2 separate regions of the Xenopus laevis genome follow, and region 2 is linked to region 1. The links are chromatin contacts, called in public Hi-C maps. All regions are on one chromosome and are shown on one strand. The core of a region is the stretch at or near the end of the contact, and the rest is flanking DNA. Distances in the headings are between cores, read along the strand shown.

What was found. A called contact is a pair of places that touch in the nucleus more often than the background predicts.
Region 2: a contact with region 1 is called in a Hi-C map of the XL177 cell line, with 4 times the contacts expected there. The contact joins the enhancer-like site here to the promoter of slc1a2.L in region 1. A contact is called at or near these places in 2 of 4 Hi-C or Micro-C datasets (the XL177 cell line and the XTC cell line).

What each region holds. Positions count from the first base shown.
Region 1 is chr4L:7,869,575-7,877,068 of Xenopus_laevis_v10.1, reverse strand. slc1a2.L (excitatory amino acid transporter 2) reads right to left here and starts at 4,182. Exons shown (of 11, transcript XM_018257326.2): 1 at 3,516-4,182. The coding sequence starts at 3,532.
Region 2 is chr4L:8,039,079-8,046,572 of Xenopus_laevis_v10.1, reverse strand. pdhx.L (pyruvate dehydrogenase complex component X L homeolog) reads left to right here. Exons shown (of 11, transcript NM_001093954.1): 3 at 1-18. Among protein-coding and RNA genes, the nearest start is that of pdhx.L, 14 kb to the left of the region's middle. Within about 2 kb of position 4,727, at least 1 of the 7 cell types and tissues checked has an H3K27ac peak or open chromatin away from gene starts, as enhancers often do.

The sequences.
Region 1 (7,494 bases), core at 2,933-5,432:
ACACAGGAAAGTTACATGAGAACATGATTTATTAAGTGTATAGTCAGGACTCCAAAGCAAATCCCTGCCAGGGGCAAAAATGTTGTGCCAGGAGGATTGTGTAGTTGATTTTCTTTGTTTGTGTTTTTCACTTATTTACCTTGCTACTATTAAACATCCCAAATATTTGGGGTGCAACTGTGCCAGCTCCTGAAAGGGCTCCTGGAGACCTGCCTGTGTTAGGTTTGTCTATTATATTCCTTATTGTTCTCCTATAGAAGCCAGATATAGATAGTTATGTTGAGCCATTCAAGATAATAGTCTCTGGGAAGGGAGTGTGACTGTGGGATAGCAGGTATAGTAGGGAGAGATGGTGCCTATAGTAACAGTGGATAATAGTCTCTGGGAAGGGAGTGTGACTGTGGGATAGCAGGTATAGTAGGGAGAGATGTGCCTATAGTAACAGTGGGATAATAGTCTCTGGGAAGGGAGTGTGACTGTGGGATAGCAGGTATAGTAGGGAGAGATGGTGTCTATAGTAACAGTGGGATAATAGTCTCTGGGAAGGGAGTGTGACTGTGGGATAGCAGGTATAGTAGGGAGAGATGTGCCTATAGTAACAGTGGGATAATAGTCTCTGGGAAGGGAGTGTGACTGTGGGATAGCAGGTATAGTAGGGAGAGATGGTGTCTATAGTAACAGTGGATAATAGTCTCTGGGAAGGGAGTGTGACTGTGGGATAGCAGGTATAGTAGGGAGAAATGGTGTCTATAGTAACAGTGGATAATAGTCTCTGGGAAGGGAGTGTGACTATGGGATAGCAGGTATAGTAGGGAGAGATGGTGCCTATAGTAACAGTGGATAATAGTCTCTGGGAAGGGAGCGTGACTGTGGGATAGCAGGTATAGTAGGGAGAGATGGTGCCTATAGTAACAGTGGATAATAATCTCTGGGAAGGGAGTGTGACTGTGGGATAGCAGGTATAGTAGGGAGAGAAGGTGCCTATAGTAACAGTGGTTAATAGTCTCTGGGAAGGGAGTGTGACTGTGGGATAGCAGGTATAGTAGGGAGAGATGGTGCCTATAGTAACAGTGGTTAATAGTCTCTGGGAAGAAAGTGTGACTGTGGGATAGCAGGTATAGTAGGGAGAGATGGTGTCTATAGTAACAGTGGATAATAGTCTCTGGGAAGGGAGTGTGACTGTGGGATAGCAGGTATAGTAGGGAGAGATGGTGCCTATAGTAACAGTGGATAATAGTCTCTGGGAAGGGAGTGTGACTGTGGGATAGCAGGTATAGTAGGGAGAGATGGTGTCTATAGTAACAGTGGATAATAGTCTCTGGGAAGGGAGTGTGACTGTGGTATAGCAGGTATAGTAGGGAGAGATGGTGCCTATAGTAACAGTGGATAATAGTCTCTGGGAAGGGAGTGTGACTGTGGGATAGCAGGTATAGTAGGGAGAGATGGTGCCTATAGTAACAGTGGTTAATAGTCTCTGGGAAGAAAGTGTGACTGTGGGATAGCAGGTATAGTAGGGAGAGATGGTGTCTATAGTAACAGTGGATAATAGTCTCTGGGAAGGGAGTGTGACTGTGGGATAGCAGGTATAGTAGGGAGAGATGGTGTCTATAGTAACAGTGGATAATAGTCTCTGGGAAGGGAGTGTGACTGTGGGATAGCAGGTATAGTAGGGAGAGATGGTGCCTATAGTAACAGTGGATAATAGTCTCTGGGAAGGGAGTGTGACTGTGGGATAGCAGGTATAGTAGGGAGAGATGGTGTCTATAGTAACAGTGGATAATAGTCTCTGGAAAGGGAGTGTGACTGTGGGATAGCAGGTATAGTAGGGAGAGATGGTGCCTATAGTAACAGTGGATAATAGTCTCTGGGAAGGGAGTGTGACTGTGGGATAGCAGGTATAGTAGGGAGAGATGGTGTCTATAGTAACAGTGGGATAATAGTCTCTGGGAAGGGAGTGTGACTGTGGGATAGCAGGTATAGTAGGGAGAGATGGTGTCTATAGTAACAGTGGATAATAGTCTCTGGGAAGGGAGTGTGACTGTGGGATAGCAGGTATAGTAGGGAGAGATGGTGCCTATAGTAACAGTGGATAATAGTCTCTGGGAAGGGAGTGTGACTGTGGGATAGCAGGTATAGTAGGGAGAGATGGTGTCTATAGTAACAGTGGGATAATAGTCTCTGGGAAGGGAGTGTGGATTTACAGTAGGGATAATTAGTCAGAGTAGAACCAATGTTGCTCAACCTGTGGCCCTTGAGTTGTTGCTGTTGAATCACCAGCCTATAGGTAAATATGGTGATGTGGATGGGGGATACTAGTAGTTGTACCTCTACAAAAGCCAAAAGGTCAAAGATTAAATATTGTTTTTTTTTTAAATGTGAATGGCAAGGTGTATTTTACCATAGGACCCACCACTCTCAACAAAAGATGAGTCTCCTACTAAACTTATTTCCTCATTTAAGTTTGAAGAAGATGAACTCCAGAGTTGTCCTGCAACAAACTGAATCAAGTCACAAATTCCACATGCCCTCCCTGTTTGTACAAGTAGTAACCCCCGTAGCTTCCCTTTCCCTTCCCTTATAAATAAACCGATGAGGCAGGGCATCGGGTCGGGATTTAAGTCGGCACATTTGCAACCCAATACTCTAACAAAGGACTGCTAAAAAGCACATCATCTGTGGCCCTATACCACTGCCTTCCCAAGGGACCGGCTCAATCTGTCTGTTAAAAGGGGGTAGAAGCAGTAATTAAATCAATGTAATCGTGGTAGTGAAGAATTAATTCAGAACCAATCTGTGTTACCCTACAGGGACCATAAGACTGACGACAATCCGCCAGCAGAAGTCATCCCTGCTCTTATAAGCCAATAAAAGAAAAAACCCTTTGGACGCGCTCTACAGTCCGAGAGTAATAACACAATGAGAGCACGTGCTCCTATTAATACCCAACAATCTGGGCTTTTATCTCTCAATTTACAAACCTCTAATCTTAGATTTTTGGGTTGGAGTCAGTTTGGGTTTCTTAGAATCCAACGGAGGCACCAACATCTATTGTGCCGTGATTTCCCCCCGTAGGAGGGAGAAGAAACCATGTCAACAATAGGGGGCTTTATAAAAGGAGAAGAAGAGGGGAAGAGGGAGGGGGTTACGATTTCCTTTCAAGTGGTCTTGGTAGCCCCTACAAGGGAGAAACAAACAGCTGATGCAAAGTGACAGACGTCAAATGGGAGAGCAAGACCCAATGCCACAAGACGTCAACGAGGAACCCGGGGAACTTGGTGTCAAGATATATTCACCATTGATAAAGATTTTATATTTATACGGCATAGGGGGGAGAATGTGAATAAATTATACGTACACTGTAAATAAAGCCTTGAGCACCTACCCTGGCATTATCTTACCAAATTCACTAATATATATATATATGGAGAAATGAATGAAATATCACATGCCATTAATACATTTGAGGGGCAGAAATGGTTATGAAGAACATCAAGAGGGAACATTGAGACTCTCACCCGTCTGTTGATGCCATGGTTCTCCAAGGTGCTGTGTCTTCTCCAGAAGGTCTATAGAGCGGCTCCGTTAAAGAGATGCCTGGGAAGCTTCTTCAGCAGTGGCATAAACTGTACTCCTGTAATCCACACACTTCCACTCCCCAAAAAAATCCAAAAAGGACCAAGGGGCGAGGGAAAGAACCAGAAGGAACGTTGCAACTGCCTCAAGTTTGATGTGTCCACAGCATCCAGACCTGAAATGACTAGAAGGTTTCCACTGCCACCTCTAGTGGAGACTAGACCCTGGTGAGAGCTACAAGGAGGTGGAACTCTTGGGGGGGGTTGGGACTTCCTTTTTTTTTTGTCTCCCCCCTTTGATTTCTTGCTTTCTTGCCTGTCACAGAGCTCCTCGCTGACCTGCTGCCGGCTAGAGCAGGGGATTGGAAAGGGTTTTAGTATTCTAGCCGTGGATTTGCACTCTATCCCTCTCTATTTTAGGCAGAGCTGACATCACAGGGTTGTTGCTCTGCCTCTTTAAACCCTCAGCCTTCTTTAAAGAGCATTCGCCGAGATGGGGAGAGAAAGAGAGAATGAGCCGGGGAAGCTCTGCTGTCAGCACCGTAGGGTGAACACTTCATATAAAATGACAGGTTATCACATCATTTGCAGCAGCAGCAAGTTCTCCTGGAAAAATAACCCCCATCCTCCTCCTCCTCCTCCTCCTCTTCCTCACCAGATGAGCCCTATGGCCTTACAGGGGGTGATGTTAAAAATGATTCCTTTTTATTCTGCTCTTTCTATTCAAAATATATATATATATATACTATACAAGTATGGGATCTGTTATTCGGAAACCCAAATTATGGGAAGTCCATCTCCCATAGACTTCATTTTAATAAAAGAATTCCAGTTTTAAACAATGATTTCCTTTTTCTGTGTAATAATAAAACAGTATCTTGTACTTGATCCCAACTAAGATAAAATTAATCCTTATTGGAGGCAAAATAATTGGGTTTATCAAATGTTTAAATTATTTTTTTTGTTGATTTATAGTATGGGGATCCAAATTATATAAACAACCCTTATCCTGAAAACCCCAGGTCCCATGCATTCTATATAACAGGTCCCATACTTGTATTATATTCTTATGTTGCCTGTTTATAGGGACCAATGGATTCTAAGCATTTAAACAGCTTTTTAAAAATAGTTTTTGTACATAACTGACCCTTTAAGCATTTTATCATTTTATCATATTCTGGAGGGAGTAAAATATACATAAAGTTAGATTTACTGTATCAGAGAATGAGGGTTTAGCTCATTGTGTCCATAATATTTCTTATCTGTATGTTTGTATTTTTCCCTAGACAATACATGACGGCATAGCAACTTATGTGCCCAGAACATTCCTTAACTGTGAATGCTGTGGGATAGCAGGTATAGTAGGGAGAGATGGTGCCTATAGTAACAGTGGGATAATAGTCTCTGGGAAGGGAGTGTGACTGTGGGATAGCAGGTATAGTAGGGAGAGATGGTGTCTATAGTAACAGTGGATAATAGTCTCTGGGAAGGGAGTGTGACTGTGGGATAGCAGGTATAGTAGGGAGAGATGGTGTCTATAGTAACAGTGGATAATAGTCTCTGGGAAGGGAGTGTGACTGTGGGATAGCAGGTATAGTAGGGAGAGATGGTGTCTATAGTAACAGTGGATAATAGTCTCTGGGAAGGGAGTGTGACTGTGGGATAGCAGGTATAGTAGGGAGAGATGGTGTCTATAGTAACAGTGGGATAATAGTCTCTGGAAGGGAGTGTGACTGTGGGATAGCAGGTATAGTAGGGAGAGATGGTGTCTATAGTAACAGTGGATAATAGTCTCTGGAAGGGAGTGTGACTGTGGGATAGCAGGTATAGTAGGGAGAGATGGTGTCTATAGTAACAGTGGATAATAGTCTCTGGGAAGGGAGTGTGACTGTGGGATAGCAGGTATAGTAGGGAGAGATGGTGTCTATAGTAACAGTGGATAATAGTCTCTGGGAAGGGAGTGTGACTGTGGGATAGCAGGTATAGTAGGGAGAGATGGTGTCTATAGTAACAGTGGGATAATAGTCTCTGGGAAGGGAGTGTGACTGTGGGATAGCAGGTATAGTAGGGAGAGATGGTGTCTATAGTAACAGTGGATAATAGTCTCTGGGAAGGGAGTGTGACTGTGGGATAGCAGGTATAGTAGGGAGAGATGGTGTCTATAGTAACAGTGGATAATAGTCTCTGGGAAGGGAGTGTGACTGTGGGATAGCAGGTATAGTAGGGAGAGATAGTGTCTATAGTAACAGTGGATAATAGTCTCTGGGAAGAGAGTGTGACTGTGGGATAGCAGGTATAGTAGGGAGAGATGGTGCCTATAGTAACAGTGGATAATAGTCTCTGGGAAGGGAGTGTGACTGTGGAATAGCAGGTATAGTAGGGAGAGATGGTGTCTATAGTAACAGTGGATAATAGTCTCTGGGAAGGGAGTGTGACTGTGGGATAGCAGGTATAGTAGGGAGAGATGGTGTCTATAGTAACAGTGGGATAATAGTCTCTGGGAAGGGAGTGTGACTGTGTGATAGCAGGTATAGTAGGGAGAGATAGTGTCTATAGTAACAGTGGATAATAGTCTCTGGGAAGGGAGTGTGACTGTGGGATAGCAGGTATAGTAGGGAGAGATGGTGTCTATAGTAACAGTGGATAATAGTCTCTGGGAAGGGAGTGTGACTGTGGGATAGCAGGTATAGTAGGGAGAGATAGTGTCTATAGTAACAGTGGATAATAGTCTCTGGGAAGGGAGTGTGACTGTGGGATAGCAGGTATAGTAGGGAGAGATGGTGCCTATAGTAACAGTGGATAATAGTCTCTGGGAAGGGAGTGTGACTGTGGGATAGCAGGTATAGTAGGGAGAGATGGTGTCTATAGTAACAGTGGATAATAGTCTCTGGGAAGGGAGTGTGACTGTGGGATAGCAGGTATAGTAGGGAGAGATGGTGTCTATAGTAACAGTGGGATAATAGTCTCTGGGAAGGGAGTGTGACTGTGGGATAGCAGGTATAGTAGGGAGAGATGGTGCCTATAGTAACAGTGGGATAATAGTCTCATATGTAATAATGGGCAGCAATTACTCACACGAGAGAAGGTGCACTTTGCAGAATATTGGATATGGATTATAATATTTCCATAGGATTCTAGAAGAAGGGCATTTCAGATCTCTGGAATTTGTATTCAGTGTGTAATTAACTAATTCCACTAAAAGCCAAAGCAGAAAATGAGTCTAAGAGTGGAACATCAATAAGACCAGCTACTCATGAGGAGAGGGGAAGGGGGTGAATATGCAGAACAATAGGTGAGACGATAAAAAGGATAGAGATCCTCTTAAGCAATTTCAAAAAAATGAATCAATAAACAAACTGTTACATTTGAACATCATTGAGACAATTTACTGCCATATAATGAGAAGGAAATCCATATATTTGGTCGTACTGACACCTTGTGGTCATTTCAGTGATTCATTGGTCACATCTCCAGGTTTCAACAATAATTTCTTCGTTTCTCTTTCTATAGAGCCAAAATATTCACCATTACTTTATGGTGATATTTTCCAAACTTGAAAGACAGTGATGAATAACCACAATTCGCATGTTAGAATAATTTATATGGCGTTGCTCTGCTCTAACATATAGAACACCCTAGAGCTATGTCTAATCTGTTCTATTATTATTACAATCGAGCACAGAATCTGCTTCTTAAATTTGGCCAAAGCCCAAGGCTGAAATAAATCTCACAGCAAATATACCAGAACCAGCTAATGAAGTTAGTGAGAAGAGGAAAGTCTTGTGTTGTTTATCAGCTTGTTTAATGAGATATTCATTAACTGAAAAGTTACAACGAGACCACTGATTGTACCATGTCATGACAGCATCTGATGAGACCTCCAAGGGCCCACCAGTGAACCTGACATTGAGGAACCACCAGT
Region 2 (7,494 bases), core at 3,478-5,977, 170 kb before region 1:
GTACTGGCAAAAATTCTGGTAAATAAATAAATAAAACAAAAACTGTTTTTTTGTTCAGATACAATAATTAGGGCCATGTGACCGCATCGTGTCTACAAATTCAGCCGTTTCAGAACTGGCTTTTTCTGGGATTCTCCTCTTTGTTCCTGTGCCATCATCATCACACTCCTGATGGAAAGAATCACAGTGGCCTGCGGCCCCTTCGCTGGCGCTTTTTACTTAGAAAAGCATCTTTCATTCCTTGTCTAGATTTTATTACACACACCAGTAAGCTGAGGACTGCTGGCAGCACGAAATGCCTGGCAGACCCTTCTAAAATAACTCCGCTCATCTACATCTGATGGGGGGGGGGGGGTTTCTCTTGTGCTCAGGAGGGCTATTTATAGAGGCCATTTATAGCTGCAATTGCTTTGGCTTATAGATAACAGCAGAGATAGGAAATCGTTCTTATTGTGTGGCTTATCATATCAATAGAGCCATTATATATATATATATATATATATATATATATATATATACACATATATATACATACATGGGTTATATAGGGAACTCTGAGTATCACTCATGTATTATAAGGGATAATGTACCCCCTACTGTAAATGATAAGGATATTAGAAGTCACTGAGGGGTTGTTCTGTGACCATATAAAGGCACAAGGCTGCAGGCTGAGTTATACAGGGAACTCTGAGTATCACTCATGTATTATAAGGGATAATGTACCCCCTACTGTAAATGATAAGGATATTAGAAGTCACTGAGGGGTTGTTCTGTGACCATATAAAGGCACAAGGCTGCAGGCTGAGTTATACAGGGAACTCTGAGTATCACTCATGTATTATAAGGGATAATGTACCCCCTACTGTAAATGATAAGGATATTAGAAGTCACTGAGGGGTTGTTCTGTGACCATATAAAGGCACAAGGCTGCAGGCTGAGTTATACAGGGAACTCTGAGTATCACTCATGTATTATAAGGGATAATGTACCCCCTACTGTAAATGATAAGGATATTAGAAGTCACTGAGGGGTTGTTCTGTGACCATATAAAGGCACAAGGTTGCAGGCTGAGTTATACAGGGAACTCTGAGTATCACTCATGTATTATAAGGGATAATGTACCCCCTACTGTAAATGATAAGGATATTAGAAGTCACTGAGGGGTTGTTCTGTGACCATATAAAGGCACAAGGCTGCAGGCTGAGTTATACAGGGAACTCTGAGTATCACTCATGTATTATAAGGAATAATGTACCCCCTATAATGTGGGTACATAATGGGGATAATGTGACCTTTGTGTATTATAAGGAGATAATTCACAGGTTATTTAGATTGTATGTGAAGTAGGAGCCCATTTGCAGCTCTTTACATTACTCTGGGTCTGGTTTAGTGAGAGAGCTGGAATACACTGTGTCCAGATTTATTTAGTACCTGAAATGCTGAATTCTTTTCAAGAATGCGAAAATAATTGACAGCTGCAGCCCTAGTGGCTCTGCACGATTTAATCCCAGCGGATCCTTGTGTCCTGTATCTGGAAAAGGCAAAAATAACTCTTTGATAAAACATGATGAACGCATTGGTAACACCCCAGGCAGCTCCCACCTGTGTATATTCAATTGAAATGCAGAGTGGGATGGTGATGCTCCATAAACAATTCTACTTTACCATCTGTTTTGTGCCAATACGAAACCTGGAATGGGTTGTAAAAAAGGCTTCTTCCAATAAATATTTATAAATAGATTTTCTATTATTTTTCCACTCGTTTCAGTTGGTGATTCTGTTAAACAGGGACGCAAGTAGAGTCTGCCAACCAGTACCCTGCATAAGTCATTTTAACCCAGGGCCTGTCATGCATCCCTTATCTGGAAATCCATTATCCAGAAAGCTCTGAATTACTTGAGACAAAGCGTCCATTATAAGCAGATAGGTCTAATATTCTTAAATGATGGTTTTTAGTAGTCTTAAAGGGATTGTTCACCATTGTGTTATCTTGTAGGGGCAGATTTATAAAGGGTCAATTTGAAAATTCTAATTTTTAAATTTAAATTGTAATTTGACTAGGGAATAGTCCAAAATCGATTACAATTTAAGAAAAATTTGAAATTTATCATCTACTGTCCCTTTAAGAATTCCGATTCGGCATCCTGCCGAATTGGTGTTTTAGCCTATAGGGGACCTCCTACAATCAATTTACAGTTTTTCACCCAAAAAAAAAATTGATTCGAATTTGAATTTTATTTTTTTTAAAGGGGTTGTTCACCTTTGAGACAACTTTTATTCTGATGTAGAGAGTGATATACTGAGATAATTTGCTATTGGTTTTCATTTTTTATTATTGAAGGTTTTTGAGTTATTTAGCTTTTTATACAGCAGCTCTTCAGTTTGCATTTTAATCAGTCTGGTAACTAGGGCCCAAATTACCCTAGCAACCATGCATTGATTTGAATAAGAGACTGGAATATGAATAGGAGAGGGGCCTGAATAGAAGGATTAGTAATAAAACAATACATTTGTAGCCTTACAGAACATTTGTGGTTTTTTTTAGAAGGGGTCCGTGACCCCCATTTGAAAGCTGCAAACAATCAGAAGAAAAAGACAAATAACTATAAAACTATAAAAAATAAATAATGAAAACCAATTGAAAAATTGCTTAGAATTGGTCGTTTTATAACATCATATCTTAGTTGGGATCAAGAACAAGGTACTGTTTTATTACTACAGAGAAAAAGGAAATCATTTTTAAAAATTTGGATTATTTGGATAAAATGGAGTCTATGGGAGCCATACTTCTCCCAGTGGGAAAGCCATAAATGTTATTTCTGGAGCCGGCTTGCAACGAAATTCGATATAGATTTTCTTTAGTCTCTGTCCTTTTTACACTGTGTGACCCCCTGTGTCCTTTCTTTGGAATGTCATTAGGATTTTCTTCACAAGCGACAGCTCTTGGGACTAGCTCAGGGGCCAGATGCATATTCTGACTTCTGAAATATTTAGAGCTCAGGCTGATGTTAATAGTGAGATTTATATCCCTAAGGATTGGTAGCTGCAGCCAGAAAGAACAGAGCAGGAGTCCATTTGTTAACCCTTTACTCTGGGGCAGGCCAGACTCTGATGCTTTAATGCTCAAAATCCCATTGGCAGACAAAATCTTGGGTAACTGCTTCCAGCTTTAAAAGGGTGGTTCTCCTTTAAAGTAACTTTTAGTATGCTTAAAAATGGCTTATTCTAAACTTTTCAATTGGCCTTTATTATTTATATTTTTTGGCTTCTTTCAAATGGGGGTCACTGACCCCATCTAAAAAAACAAAACAAATGCTCTGTAAAGCTACAAATGTATTGTTATTGCTACTTTTTATTACTCCTCTTTCTATTTAGGCCTCTCCTATTCATATTCCAGTCTCTTATTCAAATCCATGCATGGTTGCTAGGGGAATTTGGACCCCAGCAGCCAGATGGCTAAAACTGCAAACTGCTGAATAAAAAGCTAAATTACTAAAAAAAAAACACCAATAATAAAAAATGAAAACCAATTGCAAATTGAGAAATGAGAATATTACTCTCTACGTCATACTAAAAGTTTATTTAAAGGTGAACAACCCTTTTAAAGGAGAAGGGAAGGCTAAAACTAAGTAAGCTTTATCAGAAAGGTCTATATAAATACACCAGTAACCCCTCAAAGTAATGCTGCTCGTAGTCCTCTGTCAAAAGAAACAGCACATTTCTTTCCTTCTATTGTGTACTCATGGGCTTCTGTATCAGACTTCCTGTTTTCAGCTTAAACCTCCAGGGCTAGGGTTTGAGCATGCTCAGTTTGCTCCTCCCCCCCCCTGCTGTAATCTGAGCCCAGAGCTATGAGTGAGCAGGGAGAGAATCAGGCAGGAAGTGATGTCTCTCAAAGCTAATATGGCAGCTGCTATCCTACACAAACAGAGAGCTTCTAGAGCTGTTTAATCAGGTATGGTAAAACAATCTACAGAATAAATATAACATTCTTGCACTAATCTATTGGCTAAAAATGCCTCCGTAGCTTCCCTTCTCCTTTAAGTAGGAAACATATTCCATCCTAACTGGATCCTGGGAATTCCATTTTCTGACATAGATAGTTACTGTACATAAATAGATGATTATAACATAGACCAGATGATTTCAGACTTCTTTTAGTTCAGACTCCCCTTTTGAGGTTCTGCATTTGACCAGGACTCCTCTTAGCTCATAACAAGACAAAAGACATATATACATGTCTATATCCGCCATATTTGCAAGAACACGTAGGACAGCACATACGTGTTTGCTTCAGATTCTCACCCTAAATGACCCTCGTGCTGATCTTTTGGTTACACCTACAGTAGAACCCCAATTTTACATTTCCCAGGAGGTGCCGGGATAAATCGTGGTGGTCCCCCCCCCCCCGCGGTCACCAGCAACCCCATTCTGACACTGCCTAGATTATATGGTGTACCCTAAAATATCTCTGTATAGAACAGACAAACAACTGGTATACAAGGGCAAGAACCAGCGTGGAGATCCCCTCTGTCTACTGTGTCCCCCTTGCTGATTAACTGGGCTGAGATGGGGTAATACACCCCCTTTAAGCCGAACAATTAACCCTTCGGATAACCCACCTCCTTCTTTCTTCAGCTACACAAAGTTCTACCCTGTGCTCCTATCTGTTTTATTTGCTTCTTGCTGTAGTTGCCTTCGCTGCCCCCTGTTCTTAGCTATGGGGCCAACACATTTTTGGCTTTCAGCATCTGAGACCTCGCGAGTAATTCTAGTGAAACATCTCGGCTATCGTTTATAACCCCCGTGGTGCTTTCAGGGGGCCTTTGGGCTGGGCACAACTGCTAACAACACATGGTTACTGTTGCCTCTATAACAGCAGGCTTGATATTCGTGCGTATCTAACCCGTAATGACCCACATGGGTCTAAAAACAGTATAACCCTCTGTGCCCACAGACTCGTTTTATTCTGTTTACATCTCATGATGAAGCCATTAAGCTGCTCTTAAAAACCCGCTCCTCTTATGTACACAGACTGCAATTGTTTATTTGTTAATTTGTGTGTCCCCTCCAGATTTCCCAGTCAATGTACCATTTAGGAGAAACTGCTGCACATCATTCCCAACTGTCCTTGCCCCAGTGGAGCTTACAATCTAAGGTCCCTATCACATTCCTATTAGTCCCTGCCCCAACAAAGCTTACAATCTAAAGTCCCTATCACATACCCATCAGCTCCTACCCCAGTTTATTTTATAATCTAAGGTTCCTATCACATTCCTATTAGTCCCTGCCCCAGTCAGCTTACAATCTAAGCTCCATATCACATTCCCATCAGCCCCTGCCCCAGTGAACTTACAATCTAAGGTCCCTATCAAATTCCCATCAGTCCCTTCTCCAACGGATCTTAACATCTAAGGTTCCTATCACATTCCTATCAGTCCCTGCCCCAATCACCTTACAATCTAAGCTCCATATCACATTCCCATCAGCCCCTGCCCCAGTGAATTTACAATCTAATGTCCCTATCAAATTCCCATCAGTCCCTTCTCCAGCGGAGCTTAACATCTAAGGTTCCTATCACATTCCTATCAGCCCCTGCCCCAGTCAGCTTACAATCTAAGGTCCCTATCATATTCCCATCAGCCCCTGCCCCAGTGAGTTTACAATCTAATGTCCCTATCAAATTCCCATCAGTCCCTTCTCCAGCGGAGCTTAACATCTAAGGTTCCTATCACATTCCTATCAGCCCCTGCCCCAGTCAGCTTACAATCTAAGGTCCCTATCATATTCCCATCAGCCCCTGCCCCAGTGAGTTTACAATCTAAGCTCCCTATCACATTCCCATCAGTCCCTTCTCCTAACGGAGCTTACAATCTAAGGTCCCTATGATTCTCTATATATTGAATAAGCCCCGTACTTTTATATGTATCTAAGGTATATAGATATATTAAGGAAAATGTTTTAGACCATTTATGTGGATTTCACCCTGAATAACAAATTAGTTCCAGCAGATTTCTCCTTTGAGAAGAACACGACCAACCTGACTTGGCCTTTCTGTGCTCACGACTCGTGCCAGTTGCCTCCAGACTGACATACAGAATGTTGATGTGCATTGTATGCTTCTCTAGCAATTTGCATTCTGAACGAGCCAAATGTTCCTTTTATTTATATGCCTGTCTCTCCGCTTTGCAGTTTAGCTCAGAATGCATTTCTTTTCATTTCATTAGCCTGTGTTCTGCATTAAGTACTCTTCCCTATGCTGCTTTTATGGAGTCCCATATTGCCTTATAATATTTATTGTTGTTGCATGCAGATCTGTACCGGTTAATCAGGAGCTCTAATTTCCTAGCCCGTGCAGCTTGCAATCTAAATTAAGGATGCACCGAATCCACTATTTTGGATTCGGCCGAACCCCCGAATCCTTCACGAAGGATTCGACTGATCTGAATCTTAATTTAGGGACGGGAAGGAAAAAACATTTTATACTTCCTTGTTTTGTGACAAAGTCACGCAATTTCCCTCTCCCCTCCCATAATTTGGATATGCAAATTAGGTTTCCGATTTGGTTCCGGCCGGGCCGAAGTATTCGGCCGAATCCTGCTGAAAAAGGCCGAATCCCGAACCGAATGCTGGATTCGGTGCATCCCTAATCTAAAAATGACACTGGGTTATCAAGTGACTGCATTACAAGGGGTCTCTGTCCAATAACTGCTTCTGCATAATGAAGGAAAACGATAACTAATGAACTTCTCTGTATATATTAATTACACATTTGCATTGGATTTAAAGTTATTTATTTGTAAATGTAATTCGTATTGAAAGCAGCATTTCCGTATCCTTTTCTCTGGCTCTGCCTCTTGAAAAGTCTATTCCTCCCAACTGTCCCTTTTTCGGAGGGACAGTCCCTCTTTTGACAGCTCAACCGGCAGTCCCTCATTTGTACTGGAAAGTCCCTATTTTCTATGCACTGAACAGCCACAAAAAGAAACAACGTTTGTAACTTAATTGGCTTTTAGCAGAGAGCCCAGAACAGCTAACAGGTGCAAATAAGATACTTTGTAACAATTTTGAGACACAAAAAAAAAACATTTTAGATAAGGAGAAATAGTTTCAAACTTTCATAACCTACCAAATTTTGTAAAATGAACATGGTAATTAGAGGGTGTGGCCACAGAAAGGGCGTGGTCAAAAATTTCACTGCTCTACGTGCGGAAAAAAATTTTGCTCCTCTTTTTACTTCTAAAATGTTGGGAGGTATGAAAGTCTGTTCTTCTTCTGATCTGTTAATCCATTTGCTTCATTGTTTCTGGAGTCAGAACCAGCAGTGGAGAGAATATAACACAGGCAAACATACAGCTTTCTGGGAGATTTGTCGCCCACCGAATAGCATTGTGTGCCTCTACCCTTAACCCCTGGTATAAGTGGATTCATTTATTCTCAATTTTGTTGGGGGGGGTGGAGACTTAGGGGATATTTAGGAATTTTATATCCCCT